Linked DNA regions of Mus musculus: region 1 is linked to region 2. Evidence: chromatin contacts called from public promoter capture Hi-C data. All regions are on one chromosome and are shown on one strand. The core of a region is the stretch at or near the end of the contact, and the rest is flanking DNA. Distances in the headings are between cores, read along the strand shown. Region 1 holds the start of Kcnk3 (potassium channel, subfamily K, member 3). Region 2 holds the start of Fam166c (family with sequence similarity 166, member C).

Region 1 (6,389 bases), core at 2,893-5,392, 120 kb after region 2:
AGCTTCTCCTGAGGCTCTGGGCTAGCTCAGAACTGATGGGTCAGGCCTTAAACCAGGTTTGTCTGACCCCAGGTCAGCTTCTCCACTCCATCTCTCACTGGCCTTGCCCCACTCTCCAACCAAGCAGTCCACACAGCAGGGATCAGAAGTAGTGGGATGGAGTGTCTCTGTGCCTCCGTCCCTGAAGCCCACACCTTCCATCATTGTAAAATGGGCAAGGGCATCGTCAGGACGTGTCAAAAATAGGAACCAAAGGGTATAGGGAACTTTCGGGATAACATTTGAAATGTAAATAAAGAAAATATCTAATAAAAAAAAATAGGAACTGAGGCAGAGAGAAGCCGCTCTGTTTCCCTGATTCAGCCTGCAGCATTAGTTCCCAAGCCCAAGACTCAGGGCTGTCAGTTCACTTCCCCTCGTGCCGCACAGCCTGCTTCCTTAGCCCTGCAGAAGCTTGGCTCTGTCTTTGCCGTTCTCCTCCCTGGCAGGACTTGCCCCAGCTTGAGAAGAATCTTGTCTGTAGGCATGGAAGCAGGATTGCTGAAGTTTTTCTGTCCCGGACTCAACTGTCCGAGTCACTTTAACACCCAAGCAGCAGAGGCAGGACTGTTCCGGGCTGGGCCTGTGTCGAAATGTGTAGTGCAGCTTTGATGTACAAAGCATTATGGGAAGAATAGTGTTTTAAAAGAATAGTATTGTCTCTACCCAGGAAAAGATATCAAGCCAGTGAGGGGGTCATGAGAGCAAATAAGCTACTTAGCAAGAGACTCAGTTGTCCACAAAGGTACAAAGGAGCAGGTAGTTCAGATGTGGGGGAGGGGGGCAGGAGGGGGAAGTGCTTCATGGAGCCTTCGAGCTGGGTCTTGAAGCCTGAATGAATATACGGTTGGCAGAAGAACGAGGAGAGGTACCAGTTTCTTAACTTATGGGAACCCTGGAGACCTGGGAGTCTCAGGGAACATGAGAGAACACAGATGTATTGGGAGCTTACAGATGGACAGAGAGGCATGCTAAGCTGGAAATGACTGTGTGTAATATTTAGTATACAGTGGGGCATGGTAGCTAATGGTAAATCCCAAACAATTTACTCTAACCTTGTGGCAGTTGTTTTCCTCACAAACTAGTCTTCAAAGAAGCGGCTGTTTATCCCTATTTTGCCTAATTCTCAAGAGGATGGATCAAACAGATGTAATCAGGCCAGGAAGGGCATGGGATGTTATAAATGGAAGGCATGCTGATATTTTCTGGTCTGAATCCACCACTTAGGGATGTGGCAAGGGGGCAGCTGACCTCTAATGCTGCTGCAAACACAGGCAGAAACAGGTTGACTTTGAGCAGGTGTGGGCAGGTCCGAGGGTCCCGTGCAGAAGATACTGAGGTATGCTGTTGGGTCTTTGATGCAATCCAACCCAGCTCACCAGGAAGAGGATGGCTGAAATGGTGCCTGCTGTCCCAGGGGTTGATCAGAAACCTTGACTGTGCTCCTCTGTCCCAACCCTCCCTCTGCAAGGGACAGGATGGACAGGGGAACGCAAGCTGCCCTCCAGGACTCAGGACATGCAATACAGGTGTTCTGGTCCTGGATATGACAGAAGCTTGTAAGCACTGCTTCCCTCTGTAGGACCCTCACTGCCTTTCTCAGTACTGTCCAGGCCTCAGTTTCCTTATCTGTAACATGAGAAAGCTGAGAGAGAGGACATCTGAGAATCCTTTAGTTCTCAAGAGCTACAAGAACAATTAAATTAATAATAAATATTTTGCCCCAAAGACAGCTTTCCCCTTCCCTAAACCTCTTTTACTTAATAATACTGCCTTTCATTTGTATAGCAGTCTGGGGTTGGCACCCGGAAGTGGGAAAAACATGACAGCATCCCCACTAAAGCCCAGCCCTAAGGAAGTCACTTGCACAGACAGACAGATCTTGGGAGTAAATGGTTCCTGGGAGGATCCTGACTGGGAACCAGCACATCAGAAGTGCATGGGATTCTGGGAATGGCATGGCTCTTCTTCCTGAAGCCAAAGGATGCCAGGGACAAAGATCCCCAACAGGCCCACAAGGCCAAGGAAAGACCTTCCTTTGTGGGGAGAGGAGGCACAGGTCCCTCATTGAGGTGTGCTGGTCTAGACGCCTGAGTCTTTAAAAAAGGTAAAGGTCACTAGAGAACCTCACCTATTCTCCTTGCAAACATGTGACTTCCTTTGATTCCTTACAGCCAACTGCTCAGGAGACTAATACATAATGATCAAACCCATCTTACAGGTGGAGAAAGAAAGGCTCAAGGACTCAAGGAGAAGACTGTCAAGGAGAAGAATGTGAGCTCGAGAAACAGACAAGAAGTCTCTTTCCAACTCAGTGACCCTGGGTGATTGTATTGCTGTTAGCCTCAGTTTCTTCATCTATAAAACAGTCCTAATTATAAGCAAACCTACCTTTGAGGACCAAGGAAAAGATTAAGGTCACAGGTATAGCATACTCTGAAAGATACAGGGTTGCATCCTTGTGGACTGAATGGGCAGGTAGCTCTTCTGAGGTGCTTTTGGACACAAAGTGGTATCTGGCAATGACATCCCAGCCCAGAATGTGGCAGATGGTGCCCCCCCCCCCCCCGCTGGCTACCTCCTGAGCCATGAGTTTTGGGTCTCTTCCACAACTCTCTGCTCGGCCTATGCCAGGGTCCTGTGAAGGGCTGTTTGACCCTTCTTGGCACTGGGATTTGCATTCCGATCATTCTGCTCTCTCAGCCCATCCATGTCCAGTGCTGTTTGGAGCTGAGTAAGGCCCCAGGGATCATCTGCCATGACAACTCATGGCAGAGATAAGGACAGGAGGCTCCAAGAGGGGCAGGGACACTTTGCCTGAGTTCCCACTGCCTGGCCAGTTTCCTCTTCAGTGCCACAGACACCAGGTTGACAGATGAAGAAACTAAGGCAGAGGGACCCCTATGCCAGTTCCTTCAGTCTGTCAGAGAGTTACCAGGTCTGGATGCCCTTACCCCAACCCCAGTTTTAGCTGTATCCCCAATCCTGTGCTGTGCTACAAGGTGGCATCCTTTGTTTTCTATGTTGCAATGCCCAAGTCAAGCCTGTTGTGCTGGTGTAGGGCAAGGGCCATCAATATCAAGATGGGGTAAGTGGTCACAGCCACCAGCCTAGGCTTTCTCAGCCAGTCCCCAGTGCCTGGTGCTAACCTGGGAGGGACTCAGTGTTCGGAGAGAAAGCTCTCCCTTGGGTATTGGCTCCTGTGTGTCCTGGGCCACAGCAGATCCCTGCCAGTTTCTAAGATAAGCCAAACGCTGGAGCACAGGAAGGGTCATGTGATCTGAGTGGAGAGGACTGAGCCCTGGTCTTTCCCCCAACTCTCCAAGTGTGTCATATGTGTCAGCTCACCTCCTATGCCCCAGGTTCCTTATCCATGGGCTAAAGATTGAGCCAGTGGGACCCAAGGTCCCCTCCAGCCTCAGCACTATGACTAGGGCAAGGGTGGAGAAAAGGGATTGCTTTTGGGAGCTTGGGGTCTTGCCCTTTCCTCTCCTCTTTCCGCCCCTTTTCAGGACATTTGTACTCCAGCACTCACAAGTTTCCCCGTCTCAGTCTGTCCCTCTCTTTGCATCGTTTGCACCGCATTTTCCTGACAGATCCCTCTTTTCCTGGGTCTGTGTGGTTAGTCTCCTCCATCACACACACACACACACACACACACACACACACACACACACACACAGAGGCCCCTACCCTGGGTCCTCTCCCTTCCCTGTAGTTATCTGTTTTCCTGCCTAGTTTTCTCTGGGGCTGGCGGGCTGGATCTCTGTCTCCCTCTCTCTCTCTCTCTTTCTCTCTCTCTTTCTCCCTCCCTCTCCCATCTTGCTCACCCCCCCCCCCCAGCTCTCGCTCTCCCTCTCTCTCGCTCTCTCTCTCCCGCCTCTGTCCTGCCCGGGTTCTCCCGCTTGCTCCCCCCTCCCCCCCCCCCGCCCTCGGCACGGCTCCCCAGTCCTTATTTGGCTGGGCGGGAGGGCAGGCGGGAGGTGGCGGCCCGCGGCCGGGGGGCGGGCGCGGGGGCGGGCGGAGGAGGGTGGTGGGTGGTGCTGAAGGGACAGCTCCGCGGCGGCCGGCAGCGGCGGCGGCGGTGGCGGCGGCGGCGGTGGCCCCGGGGTGCGGAGCTGGTGCCCGGCGTGGAGATCCGCGAGCGCAGCCATGCCCCAGGCCGCCTCCGGGGCAGCAGCGGCGGCGGCGGCCGGGGCCGGGGCGCGGGCCGGAGACGCCGGAGGGCCGGCGAGGACCCGGGAGGGACGATGAAGCGGCAGAATGTGCGCACGTTGGCTCTCATCGTGTGCACCTTCACCTACCTGCTGGTGGGCGCCGCGGTGTTCGACGCACTGGAGTCGGAGCCGGAGATGATCGAGCGGCAGCGGCTGGAGCTGCGGCAGCTGGAGCTGCGGGCGCGCTACAACCTCAGCGAGGGCGGCTACGAGGAGCTGGAGCGCGTCGTGCTGCGCCTCAAGCCGCACAAGGCCGGCGTGCAGTGGCGCTTCGCCGGCTCCTTCTACTTCGCCATCACCGTCATCACCACCATCGGTAACTACACTCGCCGCGCCGGCGGGGACGGGGGCGGGGACCTGGGATGCTGGGGAGCCGCCCGCGGCTGAGGGGTCCCTGCGGAGCGGGGCGGGTCGCCGAACCCGCGCGCTCCCAGTGGCCGGGGCTCAGCCCGGTGTGTCTGCTCTGCGGGAACCCCTGACTTCGACCTGTCTCCAGTCCGGCCAGCCCTAAGTTGGCCTTGCCGGGCTGTGCGAGGACCCCAGGGGACTTAAGTGTGTGAGAGGGACAGGAGCGGCCGGCCGAGGCTCGGGAGGAGGGGTGTGGCCGGGCTAGGCCCTGGGGCTGGGCATCCAGAGTAAGGGCCGGAGAGAGCGCCACTCCTCCGTGTCCCTGACGCTGGGCTTGGGCACCCGGGTGTCCACACCTGCTGGGCGTTGGGAAGGCACGTAGATGCCGGAAAGCTGCACTCCGCGACACACGGGGCCACTCTCTAACTGCGACTGAGTGCTGCTAGGGAGGGGGGTGGGTTGCGTGTGTCCGTGTGGGTGTGTGAGTGTGAGTGTGAGTGTGTGTCCACCTCCATGAGTTTGGGCTGCACCAGACAGGGCCTGTAATTCTCTGAGGGCAGCAGATCAGGGGCTGGAATCCAGATTCTGTCCTGTTAGCCTTCTTCCCCAGTGTCCCAGTAAAACAGTCACCTCACGGGAATGGCTCCACTTCTTTTCCAAAGCCAGGGCAGATCATGCTGTAGGAGGCCATACACACACCCAGCTCCTCTGAGAACATGACACACAGGTACACACACACACACACACACAGAGAGAGAGAGAGAGAGAGAGAGAGAGAGAGCACAAATAGATGTCTGCCAGGAAAAGCACCTCAAGACAGGCCCTTTGCCGTGTTGCTGAAGTATCCAACCAGGATTACACAGTGTAACCATTCCCAGGACCCTGTGATTTGCAGCCCAGCTCCACCACCTCTGCATGACCGACCTTGGTCAAGTTCCTTCTGCTGCCTGGATCTTGGGCTCATGTCCCAACATGTAGAGGTTGGCCAAAAGGATGTCAAGGGCTCTTCCCAGCCCTGACGTGCTTGGACTCTGAGATTGGGAACCCACCTTGCCCCAAAGCCATTGGGATGCCTCCGGGAGCTGAATCTTCTTCCTCTTCCCCACCCCTTCTCATCCTGACCCCCACCCCCTTCCCTTGGCCCAACTCCCAGGGACTCATTGCCATTTGGCAAAACCCATAGCAAGATGGCAGTGTTTTCCTGGGAGTCAACAGGAGAGGAAGTGGGTAAAAGACAGAGCTGGACACAGCCTATGCTGTGTCCACTGCAGAATGCTGCTCTGATGTTCTGTTGCTCTCCAGCAGTGGGGAGAGGACTCCCAGATACCACCTAAAGGACAGATTTGGTCTGGGCCCCTTCCTTCACATCCCACTGCCACTTGCCTGAGTTTAACAGCAGGTTAGCACTCTGTAAATCAGAGTGGGGGCCTCTGTACGCCTCTCTCCCTCTGCCCACACCAATTCCCCAATTAGTACAACTCTCTTCTAAGTCCCCGGGACCCCAGCTTCTCAGTAACCTCTCAGCTGACCTCCTTGCTTCAGCCTTATCACCACAGCAAGTAGCATCTCCTGGACAATACTTCCAGAAAAACAAAAACAAAAACCCCAAAGCCGAGCTGCCCCATCCCCCTTCACCAAAGCCCGCACAGCTCCCCACTGCCCCATGCTCCTCACCCCGACTCCACCTCCATGCCTGACTTTATTTACTTACTTGGTTGACCTCCTTCTACAGCCTCCAAATCACCTCTCAGAGAGCACTTTTACATGTTTATATCCAACACATCT
Region 2 (6,111 bases), core at 196-2,695:
TTTCTTAGTGAAGCAAATGTGCCCTGAGGCAACTTGGGAAACAGTAGATATGACTGCACATTTCCTTCACTGATTTGTCACTACGCCCACACCTGTGGCTTCTTGGCCACACTAAGCTTCAGCCATTCTGATTGTGTGTGTGTGTGTGTGTGTGTGTGTGTGTGTGTGTGCGCGCGCGCGCGCGCAAGCACCTCTTACAAACATATGCTCCCTACAGCCTAGAATCGCTGGCATCTGTTAGAGGACATCTCTGGAGAGTTCTGATTGTGATGGCATCCTGTGAGTTCATTAGTGACTGTGGTCTTCATCGGCTGCCATTTACAGGTTCCAGCTGTGCGGGTGATGCCTCTACCCGAGGAATAGCTGAGGGGAAGAGACCCACCACATGATGGTTAATATCGGCTGGCTGCTTGACAGGACCTAGATTTGCCTAGCTCATGGAGGAGACAGTTTATGTAAAGCAAACCTCAAGTGGACTTCAGGGCTTTGATGGCTGAAGGGAAACCTCACACTACAGATCTCTGGGCAGAATGAACTACGGTACCTGAGGCAAATATAAACCATAGACTGTCCCAGTTACTTCTACCCCGACAAAATAGTGCAGTAAGCAACTTAAGGGAACCAAACTTTATTTAAGACAATGGTTTCAACCCATCCTTGTGGGGAGGCATGGAAAACAGCTCCTTTCGCATCTCAATGACCAGAAAACTGCAAAGCCAGAACCAAGAACTAACTTTCCAAGGGTGGCCCCTAGTAACCCGCTAGACCAGCCAGGGCTCTCCCCTATAAGATTCTGTGTCTTAAAGGTAACACCCACCAGGGAACAAGGCTCAAAATGTGAGTGTGTGAGGGATATACAGACTCAAACTGTAACAGGCACTCCTCCCTTCTCCTCCTGTCCCTCCTCTGCCCCAGAAAGTGTCTCATCAAGTCGCCCAGGCTGTCCTCAAACTAGCAATCCTCCTGCCTCAGCCTCTGATGATGGGATTACAGGCCAGAGTCACCCTATTTGAGAAATGTGGGAAGAAGGAAGTTCAAGGGGAGAAAGGAGAAACTAATGAGAAAATTAGTGAACATTGAAATGACAGGGGTGGGAACCCACACATGAAGTGAGGTCAGCCATAGAGCCACTTCCCCGAGTTCCGTGGGTGGAGGGAACCCTCGTGATCCAAATGGGATCAAATGATAGCCTCTTCAGGATCGATCCAGCTTTTTTATCTCCACACCATATCTCCAGTAGATATGAACACCTAAACTGGATGCCAGGGACCCTTGGGGGAGCCACACAGTAACCTTGTGAGGATGGGGCGGCGTCTTCTCCGGGTTGATAGACAGAGAAGGTCTAGGGAGCGCACAGCAAAGAGGACTCACTGTCCCAGAACGAACTCGGGTTGCCAGGCATGTGGTTGCCGGGTGACCAGCTGGCTGTTTACCGCAGGGCTGAGCCGAGCCACCGCGCCGGGGCTCGCAGCACCCACCATGGCCTTCCGTAGCGCGGGCACACTAATGACCGAATTTAATGCCGCCTTCGTGCCCCCAGCTCTCATGCCCGGGTAAGCTGCTAGGCACCCTGACACACCTGAACTTGCGGGTCAGAGCTCTCCCCCTCCTCCCTTCTGCACACACCTGCGGGACGCCGAGGCTCCGCCCTCTGGATCTGGGGGCTCCAAGAAACCCCACTGGCCAGTGTTTCCTTCTTGGCTTTCATGGTCTTTCTGCTGTAACAACAGACTGGCAGGTGGTGGGGCTGAAGAAGTGGATGTCTGAGACTTACTTAGCCCACTTGCTATGGATGGGGCCAGACTGAGGGAGAGAGAGACCGTGAAAATGTGTGTGCTTGGAGCAAGCAGCCTGGTTCACAAAGAATGTGAGAAGGAGCTGGGAGTGCCCGGCTTTCCAGGAAGGAGGGATTGACGCCGGGTGGGCATGCCTAGCAGAATCTGGCAGGGCCGTATGTGACAGTTGGTAGAGTACACTAGCCACCTGATTTTTATACATACTTTTTTCTGCAAACTGAGCAGGCTACGGGATGAAAAAACCACCAGCGTCGACAGAACACAGTGCATTTTACATAAAATTCGATGTGTTTTCCCGCGGAAGAAGCAGGGCACCGAGGGGCTCTCTGTTACCATCATTTTCAGAAACAGTACGTGTGGAAGTATCTGCCCCCAGAGTCTGGGGCTCTAGTTCCAATCTGGCATGTCGGTGGTGGATGGGACCCATCAGACAAAGGTGGTTTACAAAGCATAGAGTTTCCCCAAAGCCAGCCAGGCATGTTGGATCAGCTGGCCGTGAGGCTTGGCTACCCACTGCTTCTTCACTTGGAAAAGACATTGAGTGTTCATGGGGCATGTGCCAGGTGTTATAGGCACCCCAAAGGAACAAAGACAAAAGGGGGTGGATGACCCCAGAGGGATCCCAGCCTTCTATTTAGATTTTCTTTACATTTTGAGACAGAGAGTCTCAGGAAGTTACCTGGGCTGACCTTGAGCTCAGGCTATGGGCTAGGCTGTCCTTGAACTTTTGATGCCCCTGCCTCGGCCTCCCAAGTGCTGGCATTAGAAGTCTATATGGCACCAGACTTATAGAAGTCTATAAGTCCCCACTATCTACGCTGAGCCCTGGTGGAGCACAGCACAGGTCCCCCTTACTCATGTAAATACTTAAGATTTAGTTCAAACTCATCTTTGAGGCCAAGGCCAGCAGTGGGTTTTCCACACTCTAGCTGTCTGTCATGAGCTGTGACATCAGACATTGCTCTTTTATTTCTTTTACTCCTCCACAGCAGTGGGTCCCAACTTGTAGCTCTCAATCTCTTTGAGGGCATCAAACGAGCCTTTCACAGGGGTCACGTGTCACACACACTGCGTATCAGATATGCATTCATTATGATTCATAACAGTAGCAAGATTATAGTTAGAAAATAGCAACAAAATAATGTTACGGTTGGGGGTCACCACAGCATGAGGAACCACATTATAGGGATGCAGCGTCAGGAAGGCTGAGACTCACTGCTCCACAGGCTTTTATTGGAAGAGCTGCTTGTGCCAAACCCGTTGATTCTTTGCTGCCTGCAGGGCAAGCCCTGGCGTGCCAGCAGCCCTATCCCATGATTCCGTCACACTAGAAGCTTTGGAGGCTGCAGTTTTAGGAAAACCCCCACGGTGCCTCTCTAAATGTTTGTCTTTGGTTCCCTTGAGTGCCGCATTCTATCCTATGATTCCTTTAGAGATAGTAAAGACAATGGCCGGCCATAAAGGGGGCTTCAAGCCTGGCTTCCGCTAGGCAGAGCGCTGAGCCATGTCTGCTACTCTCCGTCAAGACCTTTCTGTGAGAGATATGTTTTCCTCAAAGGTCCCCCTCAGCCAGGAATGAACCAGGACATCTGGTGTTTCTACTACCTCAGTGGCAATCCCGTTTACTTAATGAAAGACTCCAGGATTCCCTACCTGACTTGGATAATTATTATTTTTTTCTGTTCTTTCTCAAACATTAATCACAGATGTGAAAGAACAGCCAGTCTCTTCTGACACTCCAATCATCCCCTTTGTGGATTTATCTACAGGCAGGGAGTGTTTGGGTTGCTTGGGACCACACAGATCTCACTGCCCACCTCCCCGCTGTTTCAGACGAGGGCACGGCGGTCACGGGGTCTTTGTGTGATCTCCTGCTGGTGACTGTAAAGAGCTGGGCTGCAGCCAGGTCTTGGGTGCCGAGCAGTAACACCATGACCCTCCCCGCCAAGCCTGTGCCAGGCCCTCCCTGTGCTACGTCCATTATGAGCCCCTCTGTAGAAAGGCTTCCATAGGCTCAGTGGGTAGGGAAACCTGACGGTCTGAGTTCAATACCTGAGGTGGACATGATGGAAGGAGAAGAGAACCCACTCCAGAAAGATGTCCTCTGACCTCCACACACAAGCCACGGGAACACACAGCATTGCCCCCTAAAATATAATAAATAAAAAAGGCTTCATAGCAACCAAGAGGAGGACCGAGCATCTTGCCCAGGGCCACCCACAAGATCTTTTGGCTTTAGTCTGCTTTACCCCACTATCTACGCTGAGCCCTGGTGGAGCGCAGCACAGGTCCCCCTTACTCAGCAGGGTGGGGGCAGAGAGATAGCCACCGGAGCCAACCTGCTTGGGTGTGAGTTCTGGTCTTGTCATTTCTTTCTTTACCTTTGATAAGCTCTACTTAGCTGTCTAGTAAAAGAAGACAATGGCGTGCAGGTTAAAGGAAAGGAAATCATTCAATGTGTGCAAAGCCCTATGCTTAGTAACTGTTATCTGTTATTGTTAGTTAGGTCACTACTGTGTTTAAAGCCAAAGTTCTGGGAGCCTGGGGGGCAGCACCAGATGAGAATGACGATGGTGATGATGGTGGTGGTGGTGATGGTGATGATGGTGGTGGTGGTGTGGTGATGATGGTGATGGTGATGATGGTGGTGGTGGTGATGATGATGATGATGATGGTGATGATGACAGCGTTCGGATAACTATCAAGATGGCCTGATTTGTTTCTTGCTGTGGCACATTGTCCAGAAACCTTTTGTAGATAATCTCTATTTATATCTGGCCCACTATCTGTATATACTCTGTCACACGTACCGGGCAAAGAACTCTTGAGTCCAAGGCCCTGGAACAATAAGCCTTTTGAAGGTATAAGCCCAGTCCCTGTGAGAGTCTGCCCCCACCACACAAGACGTGGGCTTCCAGTAAGTTCAGTTACCAAAGTTCAACCATTGTCTGAAATTAAATGGAAACTTCCGCCGGGTGTGGTGGCGCACGCCTTTAATCCCAGCACTTGGGAGGCGGAGGCAGGCGGATTTCTGAGTTCGAGGCCAGCCTGGTCTACAAAGTAAGTTCCAGGACAGCCAGGGCTACACAGAGAAACCCTGTCTCGAAAAGACAAAAAAAAAAAAAAAAAAAAAGAAAAAAGAAAAAACCAAAAGAATGGAAGCTTCCAGAGTTAAACAATTCATAAGCTTTAAATAACGTTAATTACTGTGCATTCTTGTAATTGGCCCATTATAGCATTAGTTATGGTTAATCTTTCATATACAGTTTATAAGTTAAACTTCCCCAAGAGTTCCCCAAGGTACAGGAAGAACGTGAATAGCGAGAGATAAATACCTAGAGGCGTCTTGGCAAATAAATCCTCCTTGAAGAGAGAAAGGCCTGTCTGTGTTCTCCCTGTAAAATCTAATAGAAACGAGAAAGCACAGACAATATGACCAGGAGTGACGGTTTTCGTACACTTATTTACTTCGTTTTTCATATGACTCGTTTAATTGCAACTTTAGTAACTCAATTTTTCATACTAGCTATTTATTAATTTATCTTTGAATACTAGCTTTTAAAATAACAGACATTTTGGAAATTTTAGCAACCATTCTTCTGAGGCCAGCCCAAGCAGTGACCCATTCCCTGACCTGCCAGCTCCCTGGGGCCTGGGGCTTCCTGGGCGAGGTTTGGGAGGTGGGAAAGAGCAGATGGGATGGGGTTGGGCAGAGCTTGGGAGATGCTGCCTCCGAGGTGGGCCACTCTGTCATGGAGTGTGAAGCAAGGGCTGTCTCGGCTGGATGTACGCGTCACTGTTAGGTCCTCTGAGAGCTTCAGTTTGTGTTTTTCTGTGGGCCATGCATAGAAGTTCCAACGCCATTGGTCAGGCTAAGCACAAGGATGTGGTTTTCCAACCCTCCCAGGTGATTCCAGTGTGGAGGATTTCTGCAAAGGGGCAGGCGGCAGCCTAAGTTTTAAAAAGGCATCTTCTGGTGTGGGACCTTCCTGTTGGTGTGCACCCTTCCTGTGTGTGAGCGACTTCTGATAGCTCCGGCCTGACTGACTGAGGCTCTGACTGAGGCTCCATAGGCAGCCATCTTCTGTCAGTCTCAGTCCATCTGCACGAGCAGGTGGCACAGGGCATTCAAACACCAGACCGTAAGGTCTCACTCCCCTCTCGCTTTAGAGTCTGCCCCTTCAGGAAGTCCCGCCCCAGTTCTTTGCCTCCTTGGTGGAAACCTGTCCTGATTGGTTGCGAGGATTTTCTTTCAGGGTGGTCCTTCTCTTCTCTCAGCACCTCTGCCCCAAGGCTATTTCCCCCTCCTCTGCAG

The links. Capture Hi-C pulls out chosen DNA fragments and counts their contacts.
Region 1: a contact with region 2 is called in a promoter capture Hi-C map of pancreatic islet. The contact joins the promoter of Kcnk3 here to the promoter of Fam166c in region 2. A contact is called at or near these places in 5 of 39 promoter capture datasets (HPC-7-derived erythroid cells, cranial neural crest, embryonic stem cells and 2 more), 2 of 484 Hi-C or Micro-C datasets (cerebral cortex and cortical neurons), 1 of 115 datasets of contacts at active chromatin or transcription factors (forebrain) and 3 of 9 other capture datasets (adipose tissue, embryonic stem cells and pancreatic islet).

Annotation. Positions count from the first base shown.
Region 1 is chr5:30,584,028-30,590,416 of GRCm38.p6, forward strand. Kcnk3 (potassium channel, subfamily K, member 3) reads left to right here and starts at 4,143. Exons shown (of 2, transcript NM_010608.2): 1 at 4,143-4,572. The coding sequence starts at 4,290. It overlaps Gm9899 (predicted gene 9899), which reads right to left and starts at 4,592. Exons shown (of 4, transcript NR_040427.1): 1 at 4,344-4,592.
Region 2 is chr5:30,464,632-30,470,742 of GRCm38.p6, forward strand. Fam166c (family with sequence similarity 166, member C) reads left to right here and starts at 1,446. Exons shown (of 4, transcript NM_029285.1): 1 at 1,446-1,553. The coding sequence starts at 1,480.